Linked DNA regions of Mus musculus: regions 2, 3 and 4 are each linked to region 1. A link is a contact called in public HiChIP or PLAC-seq data. All regions are on one chromosome and are shown on one strand. Each heading gives the region's core, a stretch centred on a gene start, on an enhancer-like site or on the middle of the called end of the contact. The rest is flanking DNA. Distances are from core to core; before and after follow the strand shown. Region 1 holds the start of Rrp1 (ribosomal RNA processing 1 homolog (S. cerevisiae)). Region 2 overlaps Agpat3 (1-acylglycerol-3-phosphate O-acyltransferase 3). Region 3 overlaps Agpat3 (1-acylglycerol-3-phosphate O-acyltransferase 3). Region 4 overlaps Agpat3 (1-acylglycerol-3-phosphate O-acyltransferase 3).

What was found. HiChIP or PLAC-seq counts read pairs in DNA pulled down with a chosen protein or histone mark.
Region 2: a contact with region 1 is called in an H3K4me3 HiChIP or PLAC-seq map of bone marrow-derived macrophages, with 5 times the contacts expected there. The contact joins the enhancer-like site here to the promoter of Rrp1 in region 1. A contact is called at or near these places in 6 of 39 promoter capture datasets (HPC-7-derived erythroid cells, cranial neural crest, embryonic stem cells and 3 more), 1 of 15 datasets of contacts at CTCF or cohesin (the NIH/3T3 cell line), 3 of 484 Hi-C or Micro-C datasets (CD4 T cells, Th1 cells and bone marrow-derived macrophages), 16 of 115 datasets of contacts at active chromatin or transcription factors (the 230-238 cell line, CD8 T cells, the HPC-7 cell line and 11 more) and 3 of 9 other capture datasets (adipose tissue, liver and pancreatic islet).
Region 3: an HNF4G HiChIP or PLAC-seq map of pancreatic cancer cells shows a contact between it and region 1. The contact joins the enhancer-like site here to the promoter of Rrp1 in region 1. A contact is called at or near these places in 4 of 39 promoter capture datasets (HPC-7-derived erythroid cells, embryonic stem cells, epiblast stem cells and 1 more), 1 of 15 datasets of contacts at CTCF or cohesin (the NIH/3T3 cell line), 2 of 484 Hi-C or Micro-C datasets (bone marrow-derived macrophages and cerebral cortex), 8 of 115 datasets of contacts at active chromatin or transcription factors (the SCID.adh cell line, SST interneurons, bone marrow-derived macrophages and 2 more) and 4 of 9 other capture datasets (adipose tissue, liver, macrophages and 1 more).
Region 4: an H3K4me3 HiChIP or PLAC-seq map of bone marrow-derived macrophages shows a contact between it and region 1, with 4 times the contacts expected there. The contact joins the enhancer-like site here to the promoter of Rrp1 in region 1. A contact is called at or near these places in 9 of 39 promoter capture datasets (the 3T3-L1 cell line, 3T3-L1-derived adipocytes, the C10 cell line and 6 more), 3 of 15 datasets of contacts at CTCF or cohesin (the NIH/3T3 cell line, embryonic stem cells and large pre-B cells), 10 of 484 Hi-C or Micro-C datasets (CD4 T cells, DN3 thymocytes, the MPC-11 cell line and 6 more), 33 of 115 datasets of contacts at active chromatin or transcription factors (the 230-238 cell line, the HPC-7 cell line, the NIH/3T3 cell line and 23 more) and 4 of 9 other capture datasets (adipose tissue, liver, macrophages and 1 more).

The regions. Positions count from the first base shown.
Region 1 is chr10:78,411,250-78,418,140 of GRCm38.p6, reverse strand. Rrp1 (ribosomal RNA processing 1 homolog (S. cerevisiae)) reads left to right here and starts at 5,098. Exons shown (of 13, transcript NM_010925.2): 1 at 5,098-5,321; 2 at 6,655-6,737. The coding sequence starts at 5,189.
Region 2 is chr10:78,300,730-78,308,195 of GRCm38.p6, reverse strand. The region is part of intron 2 of Agpat3 (1-acylglycerol-3-phosphate O-acyltransferase 3); the gene reads left to right. Among named protein-coding and RNA genes, the nearest start is that of Mir7659, 36 kb to the left of the region's middle. Within about 2 kb of position 4,290, at least 100 of the 459 cell types and tissues checked have an H3K27ac peak or open chromatin away from gene starts, as enhancers often do. A contact at or near this core is called in CD8 T cells, the HPC-7 cell line, the SCID.adh cell line and 4 more, where this site is marked.
Region 3 is chr10:78,324,509-78,331,330 of GRCm38.p6, reverse strand. Agpat3 (1-acylglycerol-3-phosphate O-acyltransferase 3) reads left to right here. Exons shown (of 10, transcript NM_053014.3): 2 at 1,995-2,055. Among named protein-coding and RNA genes, the nearest start is that of Mir7659, 12 kb to the left of the region's middle. Within about 2 kb of position 1,435, at least 32 of the 459 cell types and tissues checked have an H3K27ac peak or open chromatin away from gene starts, as enhancers often do. A contact at or near this core is called in liver, pancreatic cancer cells and trophoblast stem cells, where this site is marked.
Region 4 is chr10:78,280,455-78,287,112 of GRCm38.p6, reverse strand. It overlaps Agpat3 (1-acylglycerol-3-phosphate O-acyltransferase 3), which reads left to right. Exons shown (of 10, transcript NM_053014.3): 4 at 1,949-2,118; 5 at 2,763-2,924; 6 at 3,865-4,018; 7 at 4,637-4,739. Among named protein-coding and RNA genes, the nearest start is that of Gm30122, 20 kb to the right of the region's middle. Within about 2 kb of position 1,647, at least 18 of the 459 cell types and tissues checked have an H3K27ac peak or open chromatin away from gene starts, as enhancers often do. A contact at or near this core is called in bone marrow-derived macrophages and memory CD8 T cells, where this site is marked.

The sequences.
Region 1 (6,891 bases), core at 3,849-6,348:
TGAGATTCATCTCCAGCCTTGGTCTCTTCCCCTGTTTCTCACAGTTGTGATGAGTCAGCTCTGGCACATGTGTTTGTCATTTCATTGCCGGCTCTGTTGCCAGTGAAACGTGCCAGGAGCTCCTTTAGGTAGGGACCTCCTTTTGCTCACAGAGAATAGGCCTTGTGGTGGCCCACTTCTTTCACCCTAGCCCTCTGGAGACAGTGAGAGGCAAGTGGATCTCCAGGCCTGGCAGGGTTAGCTAATGAAACAGGGTGTGGGGTTGGGGGTTGGGGGTTGTGATGCAGAGAGAGAAGTGGGGGAGGGAGGGAGCAAGGGAAAAAGACAGCTTCGATGGACAGTATGAGGAGGCCGACAGAGAGAGGGAGAGAGAGAGAAAACACTATCAGCGAAATCTCTTACAACTTTCCAGCAGGTGAGGAATCCGGCTATAACTCCAAGCCAACTTTGGGTCCATAGGAGGAGAGTTGTTTGTTCAGAGTGGCAGAGGTAAGGGACACTTACCTACAAGTCCCTGCTGCCTCCATAGAAAGTAAAGAGTGGTGTGCCCGAGTTGTGGCCTGATTTCTGAGGGAAGGAGGAGGCAGCCAGACAGAGCCTCAACTTTCCCAACTTTTTCATTTACATAACAAACCAAATAGAGGAATGTTTCCACAGATAAGGGAGGGAGAGGGGGAGCCTCTGGGCCGATGGGTGTCAGGATCCAGGGATTAAATGCTTCATAGCGTCTTTCAGACAATTCTGTCTCTCCTGAAGACCTGGGATGCTGACATTCAACCTTGTCTTCCTCAGGCCTAGGGACGAGAGCCTGGCCTCATTGCCACATACAGACATGTGACTTGTGGCTGCAGAATTGTCAGCTACAGCCCCACGCAGCAGGAAGCATCATCTATGTGTCCTAAGTCCAACAGGTGACACCAGTGACTGGGAGTTAGATCGCTCCAGGTCCAAAGCCAGAAACCGTCTTGGGATGTTTTAGTCTGTGTAGCAGCCAGTGTGTGTCACCTACCTCTGTGTGTGACTTGGTGTTCTTGGAGCTCCAAAACTGTTTGACAAAGTTAACTATCAGGACATCTAAACTAAGTGAATCCACCAATGTCTCTTTCTCTCTTATGCCCTCCCTCAACCTTCCATATATGTATGTATGTATGTATGTATGTGTGTGTGTAAATATCCTATATATAAATACACCTTATATATACCATTTGTGTGTGTGTATATATATATATATATATATATATATATATATATATATATGTATATATATATATCACACATACCTTTGGAGTGCCTCCTACTCACCTCACCCATCTTAAAAAATTTCATTCAAAAAATTTGTTACCAGAAATCTTGCGACCTTCACCCCCTGACCTATATTTGTGATTTCTTCAAAAGATGGAGTTTGTTTGTTTGTTTGTTTGTTTGTTTGGGACAAGGTCTTACTACAGAACTCTGATTGGCTCGGAACTCACAGGGCAGACCCTGCTGACCAGGAATTCATGGAGATCCACCTGTCTCCGCTGGGTGGGACTACAGGCCTGAATCGCCACAACCTTAAACAACCATTTGACTTGTAGGCTGCTCTCTAGTCGGCCTGCTAACTCAGTTCTCTGAGTGCTCTTCAGCACCTTTCTTATGCCCTCATACATAAATCAGGGTATTGCCCTCTGCTTCCGAGACTCACACCTGGTTACTTGATAAGAGAGAAGAGGCTCCACCCTAGGTCTACTACACCCAGAGTCTCGAATTCAGCATCTGTTGTCCCTTGAGTGGCCTCCATCTCCCTTTCCTATGAAATAATTCCAATCTTTCTTTCTGTATATTTATCTATCTATCCATCCATCTATCTTTCTAAATATCTATCATCTATCTACCTACCTACCTACCTATTTATCATCTATTTTTTTAATCAATAGCTTTTTTTTAAGATTTATTTATTTATTATATGTAAGTACATTGTAGCTGTCTTCAGACACTCCAGAAGAGGGAGTCAGATCTCATTATGGATGGTTGTGAGCCACCATGTGGTTGCTGGGATTTGAACTCCAGACCTTTGGAAGAGCAGTCGGGTGCTCTTACCTGCTGAGCCATCTCACCAGCCCTCTATCATCTATTTATCATCTACCTATCATCTATTTATCATCTACCTACCTATCTATCTATCATCTAAGTATCTATCATCTATCTATATCTACCTATCATCCATCTATCTATCTATCTATCTATCTATCTATCTATCTATCATTTATCTATCTATGTATCTATCATTTATCTATATGTCATCTATATATGGCTCTCTCTTTACACACATAAACACTCATGCACACATATGCACACGGGCACTCTCTCACACACACATGCACACACTCACACATGCAGCGCCCATGGCTGTAAATGTTAGATCCCATGTCCCCAGACACCAAGCCACCCACCCCACCACCTCAACCCCCACCCCCCACAGCTTTCATCTTTATTTGTCCTATTAGGATACACTCCAAATCACTCAGGTAAACTTGGTCCTGGCTGTCCTGTCCTTCAGCTTACACCTCTTCTCCTTTGGAAAATCTTTCTTTGGACCCTTCCCCCGTAGCAGGCTATACTGAAGCTGAGCACTGAGCCTGGATCTTGGCTGACTTCCTGATTGATGTCACCCAACCCTGGTGTCTACAGGAATCAGACAAATAATAGTTTCTTCTGTGACCTGGAGTTTGGGAATGGGTAAAGCCAGGGAGCAGCTGCCTACTCTAACCTGTCCATTGTGGAACATTCCAAAAGTTGGACTTGGGCAGCTGACTATGGGCAAGCCTGGCCCAAGCAAATACTAATCTTTGTTCTAGAGATTTGCTCTTTTCAAAAGCAATTGATGAGTGTGGTGGTTTGAATATGCTGGGCCCATATAGACTGGCACTATTAGGAGGTGTTACCTTTGCCTTGCTGGAGTGGGTGTGGCCTTGTTGGAGGAAGTGTGTCACTGTGGGGGTGGGCTTTGAGATCCTCTTCCTAACCATGTGGGAGCCAGTCTTCTTCTAGCAGCCTTCAGATGAAGATGTAGATCTCGGGCTGGTGAGATGGCTCAGTGGGTTAGAGCACCCGACTGCTCTTCCGATGGTCCAGAGTTCAAATCCCAGCAACCACATGGTGGCTCACAACCATCCGTAACAAGATCTGACTCCCTCTTCTGGAGTGTCTGAAGACAGCTACAGTGTACTTACATATAATAAATAAATAAATCTTTAAAAAAAAAAAAAAAAAAAAAAGAAACATCCCAAACCAGCCAACTAATAAAAAAAAAAAAAAAAAAAGAAGATGTAGATCTCTCAGCCCCTCCTGAACCGTCTCTGCCTGGATGCTGCCAGGTTCCCTCTTTGATGATAATGAACTGAACCTCTGCACCTCTAAACCAGCCCCAATTAAGTGTTGTCCTTATAAGAGTTGCCTTTGGTCATGGTGTCTCTTCACAGCAATGGAAACCCTAACTAAGGCACTAATTACCATCTTTGTGCTTGAGACTTGTAGACTTAAAAAGCATCCATGACTGGATGTTTAGGACCAGATCCTCCTCCTCCTAGTTGGTACATAATAAACAACCTGAGGTTCCAAGTTGCAATGGTAGTGAGTGTCCCAATCAGAGTGCTCACACCTAAGCTGAGCCCACCTTTTCTGTCTGTGTGTCTGTCCTGTATTTCTTTACTTCTCCCAGTTGGGGTTTCAGTACTCAAGCCTAGCAGGACTTGGCATATACACATATGTATAGGTGGATATATTTACTGTGTGATGTGTAAGTAGAGTCTGACCATTAATATTAGTAGTTTAAGATAGCTTGCCTAGGGCTGGAGAGATGGCTCAGCGGTTAAGAGCACCGATTGGTCTTTCAGAGGTCCTGAGTTCAATTCCCAGCAACCACACAGTGGCTCACAACCATCTGTAATGGGATCTAATGCCCTCTTCTGGTGTGTCCGAAGACAGTAACTGCGTACTCATATAAATAAAACAACAGCAACAAGAGATAGCTTGCCTAAGTCAAAGAAACTGGGTTGACTTTAAAAAGCGTGGCCATAACATTGATGTAGTCTATCAAATTTTTTGTTATTCAGTAAATTCTGATGTTATAGAAAATACAGAATTGTCTATGTTCCTGTAATAGTGCTTAGACATGCCCTCTCCCACCCCAGTTGCTTATTCCTCTTCAGTCAGACTTTCAACAACCATCCCTCCCATTTTTTCCAGCATCTAGCTTTTCAAATACAGCCACCTTCCTTGCCTGACACTTTAATCCTGGGCTTAGCTGGCCTATGGTGTAGCAACGAACTGGCAATGTTATGGTACCACTAAGTCCAAACGTCCACTGGTCTTGGAAATTTCCCCCAGCAAGTCATCAGACTTCTGGTGGTCTTGGGCACACCAATGAAACCTGTAATTGTTTTGTATTCTAATTTGACATTTCAGCTCTTGGGCTATATGGAAAAATTTTCCCAATAGTGTCCCAAACGATTGTCACCACACATTTCATGAACCAGGGCACACTCAAGTTTTGCACACTCACTGTGCTTTCTATAGTGTATTTGCCTGCCTACCTTCATGATAGGTACCTGCACCCTGTCCCATAATCTGGATCCTGACAGCCTTCTTGCTTTTCTCTTTCCAGGAAAGTGGATGCTCTACAAGAGGCTTGGTGGGGTGGATTTCCCTGAGGACTAAGGTGTTAGGGATCAGGTAAAGTGTTTCGGGTAAAGCTCGTAGTTCTCGGCGTTGCAGGGTTCATGCACACACCCAACCTCCCCCCACCCACACCCCACACCCCAACATGGCTCAGGATGCTGAGCCAAGGGCAGCTCCACGCAGTCCTGCTAAGTGTTACAGTTGAGGACAAGCTGGGCCACATCACGATCTTCTTGTAATACAGCCACTCCTGCTGCAGTAAAGAGGAGGGCGAACCCAAGACAATGCTTTAACCTTTTCAAGAATCAGAGATGCCCTAGGCTTACACCAGACCATCCTCCTCCCTGCAGGGTGCAGTTGCGCCTCTCGGCCACTGAGAGGCGGTAGCGTACGCCAGCATCGTCCAGGACGTTTGACGTCTAGCTGGGTTGTGTCGCCTCAGTGTGACGTTCAGTGGTGACGAGCGCGTGTCGTCACTCGAGCGCCCCAGCGGAAGCGTCGAGTGCGTGGTCTCAGGGTTCTCCTCACCATGGTTCCCGGAGTGCCGCTCCCGCCGGAGATCCAGCTGGCGCAGCGCCTGGCGGGCAATGAACAGGTGACGCGGGACCGCGCGTTGCGGAAGCTGCGGAAGTACATCGAGGCCAGGTCGCAGCGGGCGACAGGTACGCGGGCGGGAGGGCAGGCGAGCTCCGCTGCGTGGGCCCCGCAGGATCCGGCCTTCGTCTGCTGTTCTACTGGCTTAGGCTGACCCGATCGGTCTGCCCGCTTTTCTTCCTTCTGTAGCTTGCTGGTGCTCTTCCGCCGGCCTTTACTGGTGTCCCGTGTTCTTAAAGGTGTGTTCTCGACACCCCGTTCCCAGGATGTCCTTTTGCAGAGCGGTTTCTGTGCTTCTGGTCCTCAGTGAGCGACCCCTTTCAGCAGCCTCCGCGTCTCTTGGATATCCCTCCGCAGATGCAAATTATAGATTCCCTGAGCAGTGGTTTGGCCGAGGTCACGGCTGTATGCTTTGGGAAGTGTCTCAAGGCAGTTTTCCACGCTCTAGTCAGAGAACCCCAGCTTGGGGAATGCGCTTCGCCAAATGGTGGCGATGTCCTTTGCTTTTGGATATCCCTCCGCGGATGCAAATTATAGATTCCCTGAGCGGTGGTTTGGCCGAGGTCATGGCTGTATGCTTTGGGAAGTGTCTCAGCGCAGTTTTTCACGCTCTAGTCAGAGCACCCCAACTTGGGGGATGCGCCTCGCTAAATGGTGGTGATGTCCTTTGCTAGCCGGAATGAATAACTTTCACCATTTAATCTCCGAAATGTCATAGTATAGCTACAGTTCCTTGGTCTGACACTGGCTTAATTAATCACTGCATTAACAATGGGCCATCTCCCGGTCCCGAAAGTGTTGGGTTTCTTTAACTCTATGGGACTGATACCTGCTTGCTGGTGCATGGAGTTACTGGAGGGTTGGGGGGAGGGGCTCCTCCAGGCACCGTTATGGCAGTTCTGTTGGAGAATGTTTTGAGGGCGGGGCTGGCTGCCCAATCATATTTTTTTAAGGTTTATTTATTTATTTAATGTATATGAGTACACTGTAGCTAGCTGTACAGATGGTTGTGAGCCTTCATGTGGTTGTTGGGAATTGAATTTAGGACCTCTGCTCGTTCCAGTTGGCCCCACTCACTGAGGTCAGCCCAGCTCGCTCAGTCCCTGTTCCGTCTGGCCCAAAGATTTATTTATTATTATAAATAAGTACACTGTAGCTGTTTTCAGACACCCTAGAAGAGGGCATCAGATCTCATTAGGATGGTTGTAACCTACCGTGTGGTTGCTGGGATTTGAACTCAGGACCTTTGGAAGAGCAGTCAGTGCTCTTACCCGCTGAGCCATCTCGCCAGCCCCCAGTCGTATTATTGTTAAGAGTAGTTCAGGCAGTCATGTTTCCTTCCTGGCTCGGGAAGGTAGGTTCCAGGGCTCACTAAGTCTCACTGTTGCTCTTGTGATGCAGGTGGTTTCACTCCAGATGAACTGCTAAAAGTATGGAAAGGACTGTTTTACTGCATGTGGATGCAGGACAAGCCCCTCCAGCAGGTGGGTGCCTGGGAAGGTAGCTGAAGAACCCTCACAGGAGTTGGTGGGGGACTGAGGGGCTTATGTTTAATCCTCCACCCCACCCCTTAACATAGCCAGCACTGACTCCTGCTGTTTATAGAGAAAGTGATGTTTCCTGCATAGTAGGTCTTTT
Region 2 (7,466 bases), core at 3,041-5,540, 110 kb after region 1:
GTATTAAACTTCCAGGTGGCTGATTGCTCTTATCATCATGTCTTTCCTGTTAACAACAGGGCTCTGGGTCCCCAAAAGAAAAGACACTAGTGAGAGCCTGGCCAAGCTGAGTCCACTATCCTCACATGGGTGGAGCTACTGAGGCTCATCTGTGTGAGGGATGGGCCCTTGTGTGATGGTCTGGCTCCAGGGTTGCTTTGCCTCACTAGCTCAGCATCTTTCAGTGCAGCATTTACACTCCTTCCTTCTGGATTCTGGAACCACAGAGCACGGGGCATTAAGCCTCTGAGGGTTCCATACAATGTGCCCAGGCTGTGGAATGACTCTTCTTACACTGCATCAGACTCAGGAACCCAAAGGACAGTGTCTTAGGCATGGAATTGGGGACTCTGGGACTTGGCCAGCCTCCTGTTTGAACCTAGAGTCTCTGGCCACTAGGTAAGGAACCTATGGTTCTCTTTGGTCCCAGTCCTGGGGCCATCCATGGACAGAGCCCAGTGACCTGCGTCATGTCATTATAGCTCCTAGAAAAGCTGCTTATTGGATTAGTGTATGTCCCACAGCAGATCTGCAGTGGTGCTCAGACAACAGGCTGCCCTGTGACCTGCTTCAGCGTGTCCTCTGTCACTAGGTAGTCTGGGAAGGCACTGCCCAGCATAATTCTCGGGATAGTCTACCTCCCTTTTTCCAGTAGTCTCAGTGCCTGCCTGATGTGGGCAATCAGGCCCAGTCACATCTGCTCTCCTTGAGCCTGCTCCCTAATCTGCCAGAGACCTGTACTCAGAGCCAGGCTCCTCCTCATCCCCTCTCAGACGCTCACCAGACGGAGGATAGCCATGTTGGCCAGCTCTTCAACCTGCCTCTTCTCTGGGGTCTGCGTCGCCCTGCTGGCCGTGGCCTTGGCCTATTACTTCTACTGGTAAGGGAGGCCTGGTACAGGCTGTGTGCGTTTGGGGATTGCAGCATGAGTGATACATGTGTGTGCTGGGGCGGGCTGTAGGCTGGGAGGGTGTGGATATGGGTTGTGTGGGTGCAGGCAATGTTGGGACCCGTGGTGCTGCCACTCTGGGTGCGGGTGGTTCAGAGCATACAGTGTAGGTGTGAGCATTGTGGGTGCGGGAGGTACAGTGGGGCTCTGAGTGGCTACTTCTGCCTCTAACTAAGGATCTGCTCTATCCCTTGGTTCCTACCCTGAGACCATAAGAGCCAAGTAAAGGGGCAGAGGGACAGGGACTAGCTCATCTGATCTCCCAGTTCCTAAATCATGTTGGAGGTTGATCATTGGTGTTCCCTGTGTCCCCTGGGGGCACAGGTGTGGGTCCTTTCAACCTGGGAGGCTTTGTTGACAAAGTTTATTTGTGTTTTCCCCACAATCTCCTGTGTCCCTCACCTCTTGACTCCCCTGCTGGGTGAGCCAGCTTAGATGGGATCTTAGAGACTGGGTAGTGCCCATCACAGAAGCTCAGCCCAGGAACTAGACTCTGCCTTGCTTGAGAACACCGTGACCATATCATGCCACCAGTGAGCCTCCGCTCTCCAGTGTTCCCCAGTAAGGCGGGGACATGATGCTGTGGCTCTGTGGAAGACAGAGGACACTGGCCAGTGGGGCAGCCACCTGAGGGGTCAGTGTCCCCACTTTGGGTGTTCTCAGCACATGATACAGGGAAATCCAATTCAGGGTTTTGTCAGGGGTGTGCTGAGTGAGGGAACAGTATGCCATCATGCCTATCATCGTTGTTACAGGGCTTGAGGTGTTATCTTGGACCTGGCCAGGTAGTGAGAGCCCTGGTTCCCAGCATTATCTCCATTAGCACTGAGTGGCATGAGCAGTTACAGCTCTGGAGGAAGAGTCAGCTGAGGGTGTGGAGGGCATGCTGTCTGTCCTGCCGTACTGGAGCTGGGCCCTTGTCCTGCTGTGGTAGGAGCATGCTGCTTCCTATTCTGCATGACTTCCGACTTCTTTACTTTGGACACGTGTTGCAGCTGACTAAACAGCTGTCTGAGCTGCAAATGGATGGACTGGCTGAAAGGATTCTTTGTGTTGAGCCAAGTGCTCACCATTAAGTCAGAGTCTTCAATCCTGGCACCATCTCTAATGTCTTTTCAGTAAACCTTGCCTCAGATGTCTGTATAAGATCCCCCAAGACATCCCAGTGATAGGAAAGACGGCATGCTGACCCCTGACTACACATCCACCATCTCTTGAAGGTCCTTTTTATGTCCTCATAGCATCTCCAGTCAGCTCTTGAACCAGGAAATCTGTGTGGCTTAGTTTGATGAAAAGAACCAGAGTTAAGAACCCCACCCAGGCACCTCACAGTGCAGTATGTAGGCAGGCCCTGGGTGCAGAGCCTCAGACCTTACTCTGCCCTTATACTTTAAATGTTTCAGCTAATATAATCTGGTCGCTGCATGGACTTGAGCATTGCCCGTTTCAAAGAAAAAATCCCCCTGAGAAGCAACTAAAGTAGAGAAAGGCATTTATCATCTTGCCTGTACAGCGAGGGGCCTGTCAGTTGAATCCTTGGAACCCAGTCTTGGGATGTGATCCCACTTTGAATGTACCAACCCCTCAGAAGCCTTTGTGGGCATCAGAGTAATGCTGCCTCAAGTTTTTCCTAGTTGGACTACTAATGTTTCACTTTATCTGAGTTAAAGCAGTCTACTACTACTACTGTCGTTTCTTTGAGAAAACAAACCAGAGGCAAAGCCTTAACTGAATAGCAGCTGAGCGGAGTGTGGGACTTGGGATTGCTCTGAAATCAGACTCTGTGTGTGTGTGTGTGTGTGTAACTGAAGCTTCACTCACATGCACAGAGAAAGAGCTTTGCTTGGCACACTCACACAGCAGGGGATAGAAACTTGAGCTAGTGATTTGACAAAGCAACTGGCCAGAGCCTTATAGGGAGGTGATTGGTCATCTTCAGAAAGGAGTGGAACACACAGCTTCCTGACCTCACGCTTCAGCAGGGCCCTGTTCTGATCACGTGGTTTGACCACAAGGGTTGACCAGCACATGGCCATTTGTGTTGTGTGTCAGGAGAATGGTGCCATTGTTTGCTGATGGGACCCTGGATAATCTCACAGTTGGCTTAGGGGATTTTCCAGGCTTTGTGTGTTGGAGTTGGGCCATGCTACCTCCTGACAACGAAGACTGCCCAGACACTACCCTCAAAGCCACTGGTGGACCTGACAGGAGCAGTTAGCCTATGCTCTTCAGATGAGAAACAGATTGGTTTATACATTATAATTTAGATAAGAATCAGTCCAGATCTCTGGAGCTAATGTTTTTTAATGTAGTTAGAAGTCTGAGTGTCATGGGGCTTTTTGGATTCTTTAATTTGTTGTATCTTTTTTTTTTTGGTTTTTTGAGACAGGGTTTCTCTGTATAGCCCTGACTGTCCTGGAACTCACTTTGTAGATCAGGCTAGCCTCGAACTCTGAAATCCGCCTGCCTCTGCCTCCTGTGCTGGGATTAAAGGCGTGCACCACCACGCCCGCCTTAATTTGTTGTATCTTAAGTTTGAATATCAGTAGAAATGTAGTAATTCAGTTGGTCAGACCTGATTAACATTCTTTTCTTTTTCCTTATTAGTTTATCTTGGGTTCTGAGATTTGGGATTTCAAGCAGAGGTATCTCAGAACGAAATTCCTTCAGGGAGATCGAAAAGCCAGAATTTTTAAAACCCAAATTATACTGAATGGTGAGAAGATTCTTTTATGAATGATGACAACCCCCAAATCTTGAACATGACATTTTGGTCCCTTGGGAGGTCTGGGTAAGCAGGTGGGAACACACAATTGTGGTGAGGACCCAGGCGCATCCTTCTTGGGTTACCAATACCCGGATCAGTGTTGTTTCTATAGCTTGGGTATATACCAAAAAAAGAGTTAAGTATCTTAGACAATTGAAAAATATTAGAGTGTGTGGTGTGTACCTGCCATGGAATGCATGTGGAGGTCAGAGGGTTCTCTCACCTTGTGTGGGCTTCAAGGATTGAACTCAGTTGTGTGATAAGAACCTTCACCATCTCACCAGTGCCAAAACGTTACAAAGAAAATCTAAATATGAAAGGACGTATGAACTATCAACAGTGAGAGTTAATGGAAGTGTTCAGCACTTGGGACTGACCCTCTGTGGTTGGTGTAGTGGACATGAATTTCCCACAGTATATGATGCCTGTATGATGGGCTCAGAGGCAGCTGGCACAACCTTGAGGTGAGATATGAGTCTAGGCGTTCACTTCCTGGCTTTGCTACAGAGGTATTGTTAGCCACACAGGCATCGTGAGCCACACAGGCCCGGTGAGTCACACAGGCACTGTTAGCTGCACAGGCACGGTGAGCTGAACAGCATGGGCCCCCTTAGCCATACCTACACAGCCCTTCCGTCTGGCTGAAGAGAGTCCTGCTGCTGCGTCGTTTCCCCCAGCTGATTGGATCAGCCTCAGTGGTTTCTGTTTCTCTCCAGTTCCTCTTCTCCCAGGAGCTGACTGTGGGAACTCTGTGACCAACTCAGAATTTTTATTGTCATGCTCCAAAGTCCCTTATGGTGATGTGCCCTGTATTCTTTGGTAGAGATTGTTCATATAATCCTTAATGTTTTACAGAACTCCCAACACTTACTTTGTAAACAGACAACACTTTTCTAGAGAGGTAGACCTTAGAGTCACCGGTATTCCATAGGCTGAGGATAAAGGCATCAGTCCGTTTTGACAGTTAGTGCCGTATTTATTTAACCATCAACCCAGATCATAGGTATAATGAGAGTTTTGTGTAACTGGTCAAGTCTTATAAACAGACTGAAGTATTTCCTCAGTAAGGTAAGTTTCATAACTATGCAATTTAGCAGCAATACCTTGCCCTAGTTAGGGTTTCTATTGCTGTGATGAAACACCATGATCAAAAGCAAATTGGAAAGGAAAGGGCTCATTTGCCTTGGACTTCCACAGTCAGGGCTGGAACTAAGATAGGGAAGGAACCTGGAGGCAGGAGCTGATGCAGAGGTCACGGAGGAATGCTGCTTACTGGCTTGCTTCCCCTGACTTGCTCAGCTTTCTTTCTTTTAGAATCCAGGACTACCAGCCCAGGGATGATACCACCCACCATGGCCTGGGGCCTCTCCATTAATCACTAATTATGAAAATCCTTTATGGTTTGCCTGAAGTTGAATCTTAAGGAGGCATTTTCTCAATTGAAGCCCCCTCCTCTCTGATGACTCTAGCTTATGTCAAGTCAACAAAAACTAGCTACACAGCCTCCAAGTTGTTGAAAATTCTTTCTAAAAAACATTTATTTTGCATGCGGGAGTAAAGTCACTCATGCACCATGCTACACATGTAGAGGTCAGAGACAATTAGGAGTTGGTTCTCGACATACTCATTGTTGATGCAGGGTCTCTTATTGCTGTCACTGCGGTGTATACCAGGCTACCCCCTGCTGTGAGTTTCTGGTTGGTTCTCTTGTCTCTTCTACCCATCTCACAGTGTGAGTCCTGCGATGGCACATGTGTTTTTTATATGAGATTCAGGGCTCAAACTCAGGTGTTTAGGTTTGCATGGCAAGTATCCATTGAGCCATCTCCCAGTCCTAATAACTCCTTGTCCTTGTAGACTTCCCCACTGTCAAGGGGTAGCTATCTAGCAAGAGAAACCCTTGGCCAATGGGAGAACATATAGATATTTGGATAAAATCTAACCACAGAGCTTTAAGTGACTGTATCAGTAAATAAATAAATAAAAATAAAAAATACTTGTTCTATAAGCCAGATTTTCTATAAATGTTACCAAGACCAACATTCAAGGAAGCCCAGGGGCTGAGAGGCACAGTGGGTTAAAGCTTTCCAAAGCCACTGTGAAAGAGGAGCCAAGCCTAAGCTCTGTGTGTGATGAAGCACATTAGTGTCATCTGTCAACTTTAAGTTGCCGCTGGAAGCCAGGCAGTGGTGGCGCACGCCTTCAATCCCAGCATTTGGGAGGCAGAGGCAGGCGGATCTCTGAGTTTGAGGCCAGCCTGGTCTACAGAGCCAATTCAGGACAGCCAGGACTACACAGAGAAACCCTGTCTCAAAAAACCCAAGGTGTGGGGAATAAGGTGGAGGAAGTAACAGGCCAGCAAGTTTTAAATGACTTTTTTTTTTTCTTTTGTTGTTGTTGGTTGTTCTCCTCCTCCTCCTCCTTCTTCTTCTTTTAAGTTGTATCTTATGTTTGTCCAAGAGAAGGGCCTTGAACATACTGTTTTATAAAGGCTAATCGCTGTCAAAAACCATCTTAAAGCTGGGTAGTGATGGCACAAGTCTTTAATCCTAGCACTCAGGAGGCAGAGGCAAATGGATCTCTGTCCATTTAATGGACTCTATCAGTTTAAGGCCAGCCTGGTCTACCAAGCAAGTTCCAAGACAGCCAGAGCTACACAGAGAAACCCTCTCTCTAAAAACAACAACAAAAGCCATTCTAAATACACATGTCATATATGAGGTATGCTAAGAATAATAAGTTTAGCACAATTATAAAAATGTAAAATGAGCTGGGTGTGGTAACACACACATTTAATCCCAGCATTTGGGAGGCAGAGGCAGGCAGATCTCTGTGAGTTTGAGGTCAGCCTGGCCTACATAGTGAGTTCCAGGACTGTCAGAGCTACAGAGTGAGACTGTTATAAAACAAACAAACAGGCTGGGCGTGGTGGCGCATGCCTTTAATCCCAGCACTCGGGAGGCAGAGGCAGGTGGATTTCTGAGTTCGAGGCCAGCCTGGTCTACAGAGTGAGTTCCAGGACAGCCAGGGCTACACAGAGAAACCCTGTCTCGAAAAACCAACCAGCCAACCAACCAAACAAACAAGAAAATAAAAGTAAAGTGAAGCGACTGCAGATTTTGCCAGTTACTTTGAAGAACTTTAGGGATGGTTGGGTTTTGCTCTAAATAAAGCCACACAGGCAAATAATCATCCCTGCACCTGCAGCATAGAGTGAGCTCCTGAGAGAAACAGAGTAGCAAGCTGGCGTCTCTACATCTTCAGCCATGAGAAGGACCTGAACCAAAGGAATAAGACTGAGATGAAGCCTGGAGGGGAGAACTACTGTAAGGCTACTCAGCCAGATGGAGCCTTACATGTGAAATGCTAGTGGAGAAACGTTTCCTCTCTTCTCTTGACTTTGTACTAAATCTAATAACTAGATCAGAATAAGCCAGCGGCCCAGCCAGCCAGCCTAGGGAGCTCTCCACTCCAGAAAGCTCATCAGCATGAACAAGGAAGCCTCCTGGGCAGCCCAGCAGGACTCGGGCTAGAACCCTGCTCTGATCCATCTTACTCCTCCAGTGACTGTGAAGCATCCTCAGGCCCCACATTTAGGTGCCCAGAACTGCCCATGAGCAACACAACTTGTAACTCAAGGAAATAAGAGTTTATTCTGGAGCCAAATACCAGTGACCAAAGCCCAGGCACACAGATTCAGGGTACCCCCAA
Region 3 (6,822 bases), core at 186-2,685, 83 kb after region 1:
TAAAACTGCTGGGCATGGTGGTGTTGCCATAATGAAAGATTTGGGAGGCAGAGATGAGGGGATCCGAGGGACACAGGTGCCGGCTGGACTGTGAGGTTTCAAACTAATGAGAGACCTTGTTTCAAAGGAGGTGAGTGGTGTTTCTTTTGTTTCGTTGTTTCTTTCTTTGTTTTTCTTTCTTTCTTTTTTGTTTCTTTGTTTCTGTTTCTTTTCTGAGACAGTGTATCACAATGTAGCCTTGACTGGCCTAGAACTTGCTCTAGACCAGACAGGTCTTGAAGTCAAAGAGATTTACCTGCTTCTGACCCCCTGGTAGTGATTATAGTAAAGGTACACTGTCCTCAACTGTTTTAAGTTTATTTTATTATGTATGAGTGGTGTGTGTGTGTGTGTGTGTGTGTGTGTTCTGCCTGCATGCATGCTTGTACACCATGTGCCTAGTGCCTGCAGGGCCTAGAAGAAGGTGTCGGATCCCTTAGAACTGGAGTTAACACATGATTGTCAGCTACCACGTGCATGCTTAGAATTGAACTTGATGTCTTAGGGAAGAGCAACCAGTGCTCTAAACCACTGAGCCATCTCTCCAGCCCTAGTGGGTACCATTTCTGAAGTTGACACTTAAGGTTGTCTTCTGGAGTGTACATACACACACATATCTTAGAGGCAAAAATAAACCATCCTGGCTGGGATCGATTTGGTCAGTTAAAGGGTGCAGAAGAGATCAGTATATTCAAAGACAGAATGCTTTGAAAAGCACAAAAGACAAAGAAGACATCAGTGGGACTATGACGAGTGGGAAAGAACATAAAGGTCTCCCATGCTAGGAAAAAGCAAGGCCTTGAATTTTTCCAAATTTGGTGAAAATTTAAATCCAAGAAACTTACCAAACCCTACTCTGAAGAAGCAAGGCAGTCCACAGTGCCACGTCCCAAGTGAGCTGCTGCAGCCATGCTGGTGGGCTCCTGTCACTACCGAGGGGCAGAGCTAGTAGTGGAATGGATTTTCCTCGGGAGTATATGGCCCAACGATAGTGTAGAGGCAACCTAAAATACTGGAAAGTGGCCAGGCAGGGTGACATGAGCCTCTAATCCCAGCAATAGGGAGGTCGAGGCAGGAGGATCATGAGTTTGGAGCCTGTTCTCTTCTCTTGAGGACACTAAGACTCAAGACCTGATCGCTGTCAAAGACACTGCTGTCTGCACTGTCATGGTGGGGTAGGGACACAGACACTCGCTCTACTGCACTCATCCAGCAAAATGGTCTTTGGCCTTAAGAAAGAGAGAGCCCTCACAGAAAGAGCGATTGTGTGATTCCACTTACATGAAGTTGCTAGAGTTTCTAGTGTGAAGACAGAGAGCATCCTGGGTACTGAGGGCTCGGCTGCTAGCTTATGGGAGAGGCTGGGTATCCATCTGGAAGATGGGAAAGCTCTGTGGGTGGAGAGTACCAACGGCTTCACAGCCATGCATACGTGCCTCAGACATGCTCAAGATGGTCAGTCTTGTGCAGGGTTTGCCACAGTTTAAAATGGACATTTTGGCAAAGTGATCCTTAAGGGCTGGGGTGTGGTGTGGCGTGGTAGAGCTAACGGGCCAGAGGAGCCCAGTGTGTAGAGTGGGGAGATGCTCCATCATGCACACAAGCTGGGCAGTGGCTCTGGGTAGGACAGCCCCTGGCAGAGGGAGGCTGTTCTGTTCTGGCAGATGCAGCAGCCCAGTTCCATTGCTTAGGGACCTGCAGGTCTCTGCAGTGGTCCCCGGTGTCCTGGAATGTAACTGGTGCCTGTCTCTGGGTTTTTTCATTTATGAGTCATCTGCGAACCTCCTGCTATGCAATGGAAGTGCAGGCTCAACTTCCTGAACTCCAGGGGCATGATCCTGGGATTGGCTTGAGTCCCTAGTGAAGTTCTTGCCTAGCGCTGTTTGCCTGCTTCGAGGGAAATGCCTCTCCTAAGCCCTGTATGCCACATTCATGACCATGTCCTCTTCTTCTAGGCCCTGCAGGTCGGACACCCTTGAGGACAGCCATCGCCTGGCCCTGCTAGCCTGTGCCTTGGTAAGTGAAGAGGGCATGGTGGGTTTCATGAGTTTGTTTCTGCATGTCTCTATGTGTGTCCTGGGTACAGCTTAGGTGTGGGTCCCCTGTGTGACATAGCCAGCTCCTGGTAGTGGAAGATCTTTGACCCCAGTTCATACCTAGGTTAGATAGGGATACTGGGACAATCTGAGCCCTGGGCATGGCTAGGCCTTAATATGCCTGCTGATTTTCTTAAAGGGCAAGCATTTTTATACCCTCTATGGTCAGGAGGCATCTATATCTGTCATATATATATGTGTGTGTGTGTGTGTGTGTGTGTGTGAGAGAGAGAGAGAGAGAGAGAGAGAGAGAGAGAGAGAGAGAGAGAGAGAGAGAGAGAGAGAGAGAGACCAGTGAAGAGCTGGTGAGATAGGATGTTGGTGAGCCAGAGTGGCTACCAGGACACAGCTCTCACATGCAATCCCCTCAACAGAATGGCCCCAGAAGCACACCAGCCTCCTTGAGACCAGCTGATAGCCACTTACCGGGACCTGAAAGCTTGTGGCCCTGGGGTCAGAGTTGCTTCCTGATAGAAACAGAGCAGGTGCATCTCCTTCTGGAGGCCACAGGGGCTGATGTTGGTTGATATTAGCTGGGTCAGTCCGGCAGTGGGTTCTGGGTCACAAGGCCTGAGAATAGAGCCTAACGTTCTATGTGACAGGGGTGGGACATCTCTGCCTATTCCCATGCCCTCATCCTTTGGAGCTTCATGCCATCCCCAGAGCCTTTTAATGAAGGAGCTTGAACCACAGGCTCATCCTTCATGGTCAAACCTGGATCAGGTGGCTTCCTGCCTTTCCTCCATGACCCAGAAGATATCTGTAGAGTGGGTGCTGTCTGTCATGCAGATCTCTTGGTTCAGACTGCAGGGTCATGGTTTAGGTCAATGTCCCAGTTCTTGGCAGGCAGTGGGTGGGTAGTTTAGCTTTCTGGGACAAAACTGTATCCAAGAATATTCTGAAATCCACTATTTTATTTACGACATCAAACATATTTTGAATAAGTAGGAGCTATGCCTTTGCAATAATACATTCCTATTATCCCGGCACTTGGGAGGCTGTGGCAGGGGCATCATGTGGTTTGGGCCTGTATGGACTGCAGAGTGAGATCCTGGCATAAGCCCTCCCTCCTTAGTCCAAAATAGATCTAGGATTGTAGCAACCAAATTCTAGTCTCACACTTTTTCTGTTTATAGTTATGATTTCCTGAAGACAGTATCTAACTTTTCCTTTGTTCCCCAGTTGGATAGCTAGTCCCATAGGGTACCCACAGCAGTTCTGACTGACTGGCGCTCGGGGCAGTCCTTCTCCTGGTAAACACACACACACACACACACACACACACACACACACACACACACACTCACGCTCTTGGTGTTTCTGCAAAGTGAGCACTGCTTACACAGAACTACATTCTCGAGAACCAGTACTCCTCACCAAAGACACAGAGATTCTAAAGTCATGTACCACCATGGTTAATTGTATGTGTGGCCAGAGATTGCCCAGATGGGACAGTGCAGATGCTGTGACCCTTCTGAGTCTGGGGGCAGGGGTAGACAACTGCTTGGCAGAGCTCTGTAGAAAATAAGTTGTGAGAGGCACTGAGTGTACCTCACCATGGGGACATGGACTCTGGTTGTATCACATCTGAGGGCTGGGAAATGAGGTGGGAGAAGTGCCTGAGGTTGGACATTGGTGGACCTGGGAAGCTAGGAGTGAGGCCTAAACTGGATCGGGGGTCAGCTCAGTGCCCACAGCCCACTGATGCTCGACTCCATGAGAGGCAAGACAGGAACAGCACACAGATTATCCCACTGCGAATGTTGACATTTATAGTAACACATTCTTCCTACAGCTGGCATCTCTTGGAAGCTTGCAAGGGCCAGCAAGTCGTGTCAGTGATTCTTATCACTTCCTTAGGAGCTGGACAACTGAGTCTGACCACAGGAAACATGGCAGAAGGGAAGAACTGACCTGTGTGTTGTCCTTTGACCACCGCATGCATGCTATGGCATGCAACACCCCAAAATAAATATAAATATAAAAAATAATAAATGAGGCTGGAGAGATAGCTTAGCAGTTAAGAGCACTGAGTGCTCTTCCAGAGGTCCTGAATTTAATTCCCAGCAACCACATGGTGGCTCACAACCATCTGTAATGGGATCCGATGCCCTCTTCTGGTGTGTCTGAAGACAGCTGCAGTGGACTCATATACATAAATAAATCTTCAGAAAAAAATAATAAATGCAACCATTCAAATAGCTAGTAAACATCTGGAAAGGTGCATGCTTCGGGGTCACAGCACAGTGTGGGGTGCTGGAAGACCGGACATTCGGAGAGCCCTGCAGTAGGAGGAAGTACTGTGAAGTTCTGGACCTTGCTGAGACTCTCTAGGGTATGCAGGAGACCTTACCTAACAGCATAAAATAATTGGCCAAAAGGGATTTGCCAGCCAAATTAGGAGTCGGGAGGGGGTGGGGGATAGGAGGCAGTGTGTGTGTGTGTGTGTGTGTGTGTGTGTGTGTGTGTGTGGTCACCCAGGGACACAGAGGACTCCAGAAGTGTGGCCAGCCCTGAGGGGAGCCCATCTGAGTCTATATCAAGCAGAGCTATTTCCCAGCAAGGCCTAAATGTCAAGCTCAGGTTGTTTTCAGCCAGGATGAGAATTCTTCAGAGGCTGGGCTCTCAATTGTGTCTCTCAGAACAATAGGGGACAATCCTCTCTCTGGTCATGTGAGTCCTGTAGCCCAGGTGTGTTGTCCTGGTGACAAAGGTCGCAGACAAAGTCTGAGATTGCAGGAAGTAAGCAGGTGCTGGGTGGATGCTGGAGGCCCAGGGTGACCTGCAGGAACAGAGAAGGGGAGATAGGTGAAGGCTACAGAAGGGTTCACTGTGTTTCGCTGTGCTGGGTGGAGATTATCTTTGTCTTCTGAAGGGGTTGTGTGAGGGGAGAGCAAAGGGCACAGACATCGCCCCGGCAGGCTGTCTGGTAATGGCAGACATCCTGCAAAGGGAGGCACTTTCTTGAAAGAAGAGCTGAGTCTTATCGGTGCAGGGTGGGTGGGTAGCCTGCTGCCATGCAGACACAAAGGTAGGAGCCTGATGTGAGTTAACTTTGTTCTCAACACTTAAAATTTAATTATAGAAGTAGCATATGCTTGGAAAGATGGAACCAGAATCAAGTATAATAAATAAAGCTGTGTTCCTTACTCTGTCTAGGATTTCACTCTTCCGGGAGGATGCGCCAACCTAGAGTGGCTTGTAGTTAATCTTCCAGAACTCACAGAAAGCTCCCAGGAACACACGAGCAGCCTGTGTCAGTAGAGTGCTCACCCAGCATGTATAAAGCCTTGGGAGCGACCCCCAAACACTGCATACACCAGCATGATGACCGTGCCAGTTATCACAGCACGCGGGAGGCTGAAGCAGGAGGGTCAGGAGATCAAGGTCTTCTCCCGTTCCGTGTCAAGTTTGAGAACAGCCTGGACTTGGGCTAGGTTGTACCTTGTCTCAAGCAAGCAAACAGATTTTTAAAAAGATAAACAAACAGTTACTAACTGCAGTTCTGTGGGACAGCTTCTATAGCTGGATTCTAGCTGTCAGTTTGCACAGACCTGCTTCCTTTTATAAAAGCTCTTCTTGCCAGGCAATGGTATGGCAGCACGCCCCTTTAATCCTGGTGCTTGGGAGGCAGAGGCAAGTGGTTCTCCACGTTCAAGGCCAGCTTGGTCTACATAACACGTTCCAGGACAGCCAGGGCTGTTCAGAGAAGCTCTGTCTTTTTTTTTTTAAGTTTTTTTAATTTATTTTATTTATACACTATAGCTGTCTTCAGATACACTAGAAGAGGGCATCTGATCCCATTACAGATGGTTGTGAGCCACTGTGTGGCTACTAGGAATTGAATTCAGGACCTCTGGAAGAACAGTCAGTACTCTTAACCACTGTGCCATCTCTCCAGCCCGAGAAGCTCTGTCTTAAAACAACAACTGAAAGGCCTTCTTGTTTTATTAATGTCCTGAAGTGTGTGTTTATTTGGGCATGCTCTCACTCACGCCTATGCCTTTGGGCTCTGGGATGGCTCAGGGCGGTTAACTGGAATGGGCTTGACCCATATTTCTGGTTTAGAGAGCAGTGTTGAGCTAGCCTGCTCATCTTCCCATGAGGGCCAGCTAGGGCCAGAGGCCACCTGTTCAACTAACTTGGGAGACTTGGCCCTTATAACCCTGCAGGCTGCCCCAGTAAGCTGTCTCCATGGAAGTGGACTTTGCCTTCCATGTTATATAGAGCTGGCTCTCTGCACCTGACCCACCAGCTGGTGCTGTTTGTAAGTTTCTCTGGTGACAAATGGCTGCAGGAGGAGAGTAATCTGGCCTCCGACACCTTTCCACTGAGGACCGTCTGTTACCTGCACCGTGGTCCCATGTGTAGAACACAGGTAAAGGGCTGCACATGTGCACCTCTCTGGCGCTTCTGACCTGTGTGGACAGCAGTGTCCATCAGCAAGGTCTCCTGCAGCCCTCTGCCGGCCAGGCCAGATGCACCCCTGCCTCCATCTGCTGGGTTTGGCCTCATGATTGCACTATTGAGTGTCCTGGGTCTGTCTTATAGCTACCATCTGCTAGGTTCTGTTCATCACGTAGTAAGCTGAGGCTACATCTGAACCTGGTCTCTACAGTGCTAGCACACCTCTAGGCTGGGATGGGGCTCTGGGTAAAACTCTGGGAGGTGACATCTGTGATGAGTC
Region 4 (6,658 bases), core at 398-2,897, 130 kb after region 1:
ACACAGACACCAAGAAAATGAGTAGCCTTTTTGTATCTGAGAACCCTCTTCCAAATGCAGTTCTAAGTGGGGGGAAAAAGTCTATAACTGCTTACACCTGCCTGTGCGGCAGAGGCATGGAAGAGGCAGGAAGGGACAGCAATGCCCCAGGAAGGGGGTACAGGATGGTGTGTGCTACCCCACAGGAGAGGGCACGTACCATCTCACAGGATTTCTGCACCCTTATCCTCTCCCTACCTAGAAGCCAGTGACTCCAGTCTGCCTGATCCCCCTTCTCAGCTTGACTCAAAAGGTGACAGCTGTTGCACAGAGAGCAAACTACAAACCCCACACGTGCAACATGACTTGGTGGCAAGACCACTCCAGTGTTGACAGATAAAAGCTAAAACTATAGACTCCTGAATCTGGTGCTACTCTGACTCCAGAACAGCACACACACCAAATCCAGAGAGGAAAGGAAACAGAGCCCCTCAGCTATCATGGGAGACGCGCTAGAAAGTCAGATGTACCCCCGTGAGGCTTTCTGAGCACGCCCTGGGAGGGGCAGAGAAGCCAGTTAGCATCAGCCTGGCCTCAAGCAGAGATGGGGAGATGGGTACACGGCAACTGAAGAGCATATCCTTGGGGACTTCCTGGGTGCCCAGGCCTCAGAACTTCCTTCTGTCATGTGACTGGGTAATAGCCTGTGCTAGACTGGAGGATGATGACTGTCACCACTCTCTAATGGCAGAGCCACCCTGTGTGAGTTCTCATGTAGACACACGAATGGCTCTAGGGCACACATATGGGATGCTCTTCTGGCCACATGCTAATGTGTTTGGAAAACATTAAGGACCCCAACCTCTGCAGTATTCCAAAGCAGCTACACCATTTGGCACCCCTCCTGGGACTAAGTGAGAACTCCTGTGTGCCCAGGGCCTCACCCTATTTGTGGGCTCTGTGTTTGAGGCTGGCAGCATGCCCTGGCTCCATCCCCAGGGATCAGTTCTTTTCAGGGGGTCCTGGGGCTCTCTCATGAAGCAGTGGCCAGAGCCAGAAGTGCTTCCTGCCGCCATCCCACATGTGGCAGTTACATCCTGGTCCACCTGCCTCAGATGCCTGGCCGTAGTCATCCCACTGCAGACCATGGCACCCATGCAGGATGCCTGCCCTCGTGTGCTTCCTGCCAGACCTCATTTATATTCAAACTCTACGCTGAACAAAAGCTCTTAGCATGGAACCTTCTGGCCCTGACCTTATGAAGGTGACCATGTGGAGAAGCCAGGTAATGCTGTGGTCCCGCCTCATCCTGGATCTGTCATGGCCTGTGAGATGCAGGCAGGTAGAGGCTGGGTTCTGAGTTGCAGTGACCCTCCTCATTCTTGTGGAGATGCTGCTGCAGTCAGCTGCTGATTGCCCTCTGAGCTCCTGACCACAGTGCCCCTCCTCATCCTTGGGGCATCCCACATCCTCCTGGGCAGCAGTAGATCTCATAGGAGCTCTTCCGTAGGCCGGCCTGGGGTGGGCAAGACTGAATGTGCACCATAGCTTACACTTGATGTCCACCTTATCTTCGCTCTCCAACTGTGAATTGCATGGCCCCGCAGGCATTCTCTTCCTGGTCATTCAGGACACAGCTCCCGCCTGCCTCCCACATAAGCAAGCCAGTGGTCATGTGACGTGGTGGCTGAACACTGAGGCAGCCTGACTATTTAGAGCTGCAGGGCCCTGCTTCTTCCGTTTGCTGCCGCCACAACTTCCATCACACAAAGTAGCTGTGACTCGGGAAAGCTTACAAACACGGGCCCTCCAAACTCACTTCTAGAAAAGAGTTCCCCTCTAGGTGGAAATGGAAATGGATGTGGGTCTGATACTGCTCTCCCAGAACCTGTGGAAAACCGGGGTGGGGCTGGGGCTGGAGCAGGGCACTGGGCAGGCATCTCCCAGTGCTGACCCCACCCTCCCGCAGAGCTGGTCATGCTCCTGGAGTGGTGGTCCTGCACGGAGTGCACTCTCTTCACCGACCAGGCCACCGTGGACCACTTTGGGAAGGAGCATGTGGTTGTTATCCTCAACCACAACTTCGAGATCGACTTCCTTTGTGGGTGGACGATGTGCGAGCGGTTTGGCGTGCTGGGGGTGAGCAATGGGGTCAGGGAGGGCTGGGTGAATGATGGCAGAATGGGGCCCCAGGAGGAGACCTGCATCAGAGTCCCCGAGACTCTAGAGGCTTGTTCCTTAGAGGTTTCTTGGCTTGGCCCCTTCTCATTGAGCGGTATGGCTGATGGAGGTGGTGGGAGGGGTGTGTTTTCCCATGTGCTCTTCTCTGAAGTTTCCTGCCTGCTCTTGGGACTCACTGTGACTTCATTTCTTGTTACTACTGTTCACCATCCAGAGGATCCCACTCAAGGCTAACTGAATAATTGGTTAGTGGCCTTAAGTGAATTTAAACCACTCTAAGAGGGCCAGGGAGTTGAGTGCAGCCGAAGCCCCTAAGCAATGGCAGGAAGATAGGGGTCAGGAAGAGACCAGGTACTGAGGTGCTGCTATCTACCGTGGGCCTGCCACAACACCAAGGCTGGGCTCTTCAGTAGTTTCTGGGGTGGCCCCCTGTGTGTACTTGAGGGGTACCAAGTCAAGGATCATTCAGTCATAAGCTGGGGGTCCCATTTATAGCAAATACTTTGAGCCAGGAGAAGCAAGGCTTGAGCCCCTGGTGTGTGTGTGTGAGGGCTTCTGGCCGGGCCTCCCCACCTCTGACAGATGCCATGGTCTCCCTGCAGAGCTCCAAGGTGCTGGCTAAGAGGGAGCTGCTGTGTGTGCCTCTCATCGGCTGGACGTGGTACTTCCTAGAGATCGTATTCTGCAAACGGAAGTGGGAGGAAGACCGGGACACCGTCATAGAGGGCCTGAGGCGCTTAGCTGACTACCCAGAGTACATGTGGGTGAGTGTGCTTGCATGTACCACGAGGTGGTAGGGGCTTGTGGATGCAACTCAGTCTTCCTGTGTACCAGGGCCCACGTTATAAGTTGTAAAATCTCCAGCTAGGGGAATAGCTCATTTGGTAAAGTGCTTGGCACACAGGTGTAAGAAACTGGGTTTGAGCCCCGGAACCCAAACAGAAAAGGCAGGCTGTGGTGAGCGTGTAAATATTCCCAGCACTGGGGAAGCAGAGGCAAGTACACCTCTGAGGCTCACCGGCTGGCCAGCCTAACGTATTTGGCAAGCTCCAGGCCATTGGGAGCCCCCATCTCAAAAAACAAGGTGGGCAGTGCCTGAGGAAACTCACTCAGGGTTGACCTCTAGTCTACACACACACACACATATGCCCATGATACTATCCCCATTTTGCAGACTTGGCCTCGTTCCTAGGACATAGCTTCCACTGTTCCCGCTGCTGCAAGCCCAGCTTTGGCGCACACCCTCCTAGGGTGCAGGCGGTGGGAGAGCCGTCCTGCATGGTATCTCTCATCCTTTTCTTGTCTACTCTCCGAAACCTAGCTTCTTACTTCCCATCTCCCACACCATGCTCAGGGACAGTGGATGCTTTCTGTTTTCTGGTCAAAGGCTGCTGCCCAGGGACGCTTTCAGGTTTCTCTTCTTCTGGAGAATTCTTTGAGGAAAACTGTTCTGATTGCACTCATTTGTGTGACTGCAGTGCAGATTGCAGCCCTAAAATAAAATACTGTTTCAATGACACAACATGCTTGCCGCTGGATGCGTCCATGCTTTCTTCTCTCTACCTCCAGCCGAGTGTGCTATGTGGCTGTGGCGGGTGAGGCCTGGAATGTTACAGGCCTTGAATGGCAGGGCTCTGGTTCCATCCCCACTGTCCTGGAATAACCCTCTGGCCTCTCCTGGCCCTCTGTTCATTCTGCACCTAGTTTCTCCTGTACTGCGAAGGAACACGCTTCACAGAGACCAAGCATCGCATCAGCATGGAGGTGGCTGCCTCCAAGGGGCTGCCCCCACTCAAGTACCACCTGCTGCCCCGGACCAAGGGCTTTACCACGGCAGTCCAGTGCCTCCGGGGGACAGGTAGGAGACGGGGACCTGTGGTGAGAAGCTGGAATCCATCACCGCCTGCTAGGCCACTGTGCGAAGCAAGAAGTTGAACAGGGCTGGGGATGCTGCCTTGAATACATGGGGTTCTGTGTTCTGGCACCCCATAAATCAGGCATTGGAGAATTTCCTGCAGTCACAATACTTAGGAGATGGAGTCAGGATCAGACTCATCAGATCATTTTTTTTGAAGTAGAATATAAAATATAAAAATGTAAAATATACCAGAAGCACAGAAGAATAGCAGAAATAGGATTGGCATGTTATAAGACCTGTGGGGATGATAAGTGTTACTTAGTGGCAAACTGTCCAATAGTAAAATTCAAACAAAGCAAAGCATTATAAAGGAGAATGTCAGAGCAGAGTCATCTGGAAGGGGTTACATGAGTCACAGAAAGAGGCCAGGAGCCTGGGCAGGAGGGAACCACCAGTAGGGAGGGTCTGAGCACTTGGCAGCCAGCTGGAAGTGAAGATCATCGCTGTGTGGAGGGGCAGACCCAGGTGTAAAAGTGGCTTTTTTGTTTGGTGGTGACGTCACTGCTGTAGAGTGTTTCCCATCATCCACCGCTCACTGGTCCTGTCTCCACCCCTCAGTTGCAGCTATCTATGACGTGACCCTGAACTTCAGAGGGAACAAGAACCCATCTCTACTGGGGATCCTGTATGGGAAGAAATATGAGGCAGACATGTGTGTGAGGTGAGCATCTATCAGGACTTGATGTGGCCTGCTGCAGGACTCCCAAGGGTGTAGGACACGGCACAGCAACCTAGCAGTCCCTGGAGTCCCATGGCCAGTGTGAGGGTTGATTCTTGTCTGTTTCTCAGTCTCAGTGAACACCTAGGCACACATGTCCCCGAGGAAAGCTCAATCCCAAATCTGGCTAGAGTCAGTTGGTCTCCCCGAGCAGCAGTCACACATCTGGTGAACTTAACTAAACGCTAACCTTTAATCTCTTGCTTTGAGCTAGTGAAATGGAACATCCTGTGGAGCCCCTGCTGGAGTGGCACTGTCACTAGGTGGCTCTGATCGGGCTTGGTAACTTGTAGATAGTGGCCTGGGCATCCATAGGGAGCTCTGGCTGGGGAAGGCTTTGCCTATGCTTCAGAGCCCAGGTGATGGTGCCTGCAGGGCTTGCTTGGCCATCTTCTGTGATGCAGCCACTGTCAGGATCCACTGGAAGGGCCCAAGGCACAGCTGAGACCTCTCACGCAGAAGCAGCCTGCCTTCTAGAACACAAGGTCACAGGTGGACAGGGTGGGTAGAGTCCATGTCTCAGTGTTGGCCGAAGACCATAGCCAAAGTGATGTTCATCTCTGTGCCTCCCAAGAGAATGGTTCATCCAAAATAATAATAAACAGTAAGGTTGTTGGCCTTTTCCTCCTGAGTTTGTAAACAGATAGGTAACTGGCGGGGTCGAAGACCCTAATCCCTGGGGGGGGGGGTTGAAGACCCTAATCCCCGGTCTTGAGAACTCACCCTGTGTTGGAGTCAACAAGTAAGCCTAGGGTCTTCTCCTTCATATTGTTCAGTTTCCAACAAGGACGTTAACCCCAGGGAACTGTGGTGATTAGTTCTGAGCCTTAGCTGGTTTCTAAGGCCAGGTGTGTTAGTTAGCTTCCTAACACTGTACGCATACCTGAGATAATTAACTTACAAAGAAGAGACTTTGTTTAGACTCAGGGTTTTAACACTTTCAGTTCACAGTTGAGTTTCTGTTGCTTTGGTCCAGTGTGGAGTCAGCACACTATGTCAGGAACACACACAGGGCTGAACACAGCAATCACCTCACCAGCCAGTTGGCTAAAGAGGGAGGGCTAGGATGTTGACCCCTCAGAGATAGCCATGACCTAGGACCTCCCACTGGACACCCCCCCCCCCTTTTTTTAAGTAGGACCAGGATCCTGGGAGACCAAAATGCTAATACATGATCTTTGAGAGACAGAGGAGAACAAAAGAAAAACTTTTTAGGTAGATGACAATGACTAAGAATCCGGCCATGTCCAAAAGTGAGACCCCCTCAGGGGCCAGTCATGCACCTGTCCTTGGCTTAACTGCCTCAGGTCAGATCCCAACTGTGTCTGGGTGGCCAGATCCCTGTCATCCGGCTGCCCAGTCAGCCATCAAGCTGAAGTGCCCCCACATGGGCACCCAGCTGTGACAAGGGAGGCCTCTCTATGCCCTTTCCTCCGAGATATGCTGATTCTGTAGAGATGTTGAGCTAGCTGCATTTCAACGGACAGCTTCGAGCTCGCAGAAGCCTTGGCTGGTATGTGCTCTTGAGCACTGACTTTGTCCAAGTGTGCTGTTCCCATCCAGCACACCTCTACAGTCAGCCAAGGGCCCTCCCCCATGCCTCCCTCGAGGGAGACAGAACTCTAGGACTGTGACGGGCATGCAGGCCTGCATGTGCATAGCCCCAGGGTACCTCTGTTCTTTTTGCTGGCGTGTTGGTTAGCCTCATGATGGCAGAAGTACTCCTGGAAAGTTCAGGGTAATAAACTCAAGCTCTAGCTGCTATGAGCAGGGAGCCTGTAGGGCCCCACTAACATGTATCCATCTTATCACACGCACCAGGAGAGCCACGAAATAGGTCCGAGCCTTGTGGTCCTCTTGCT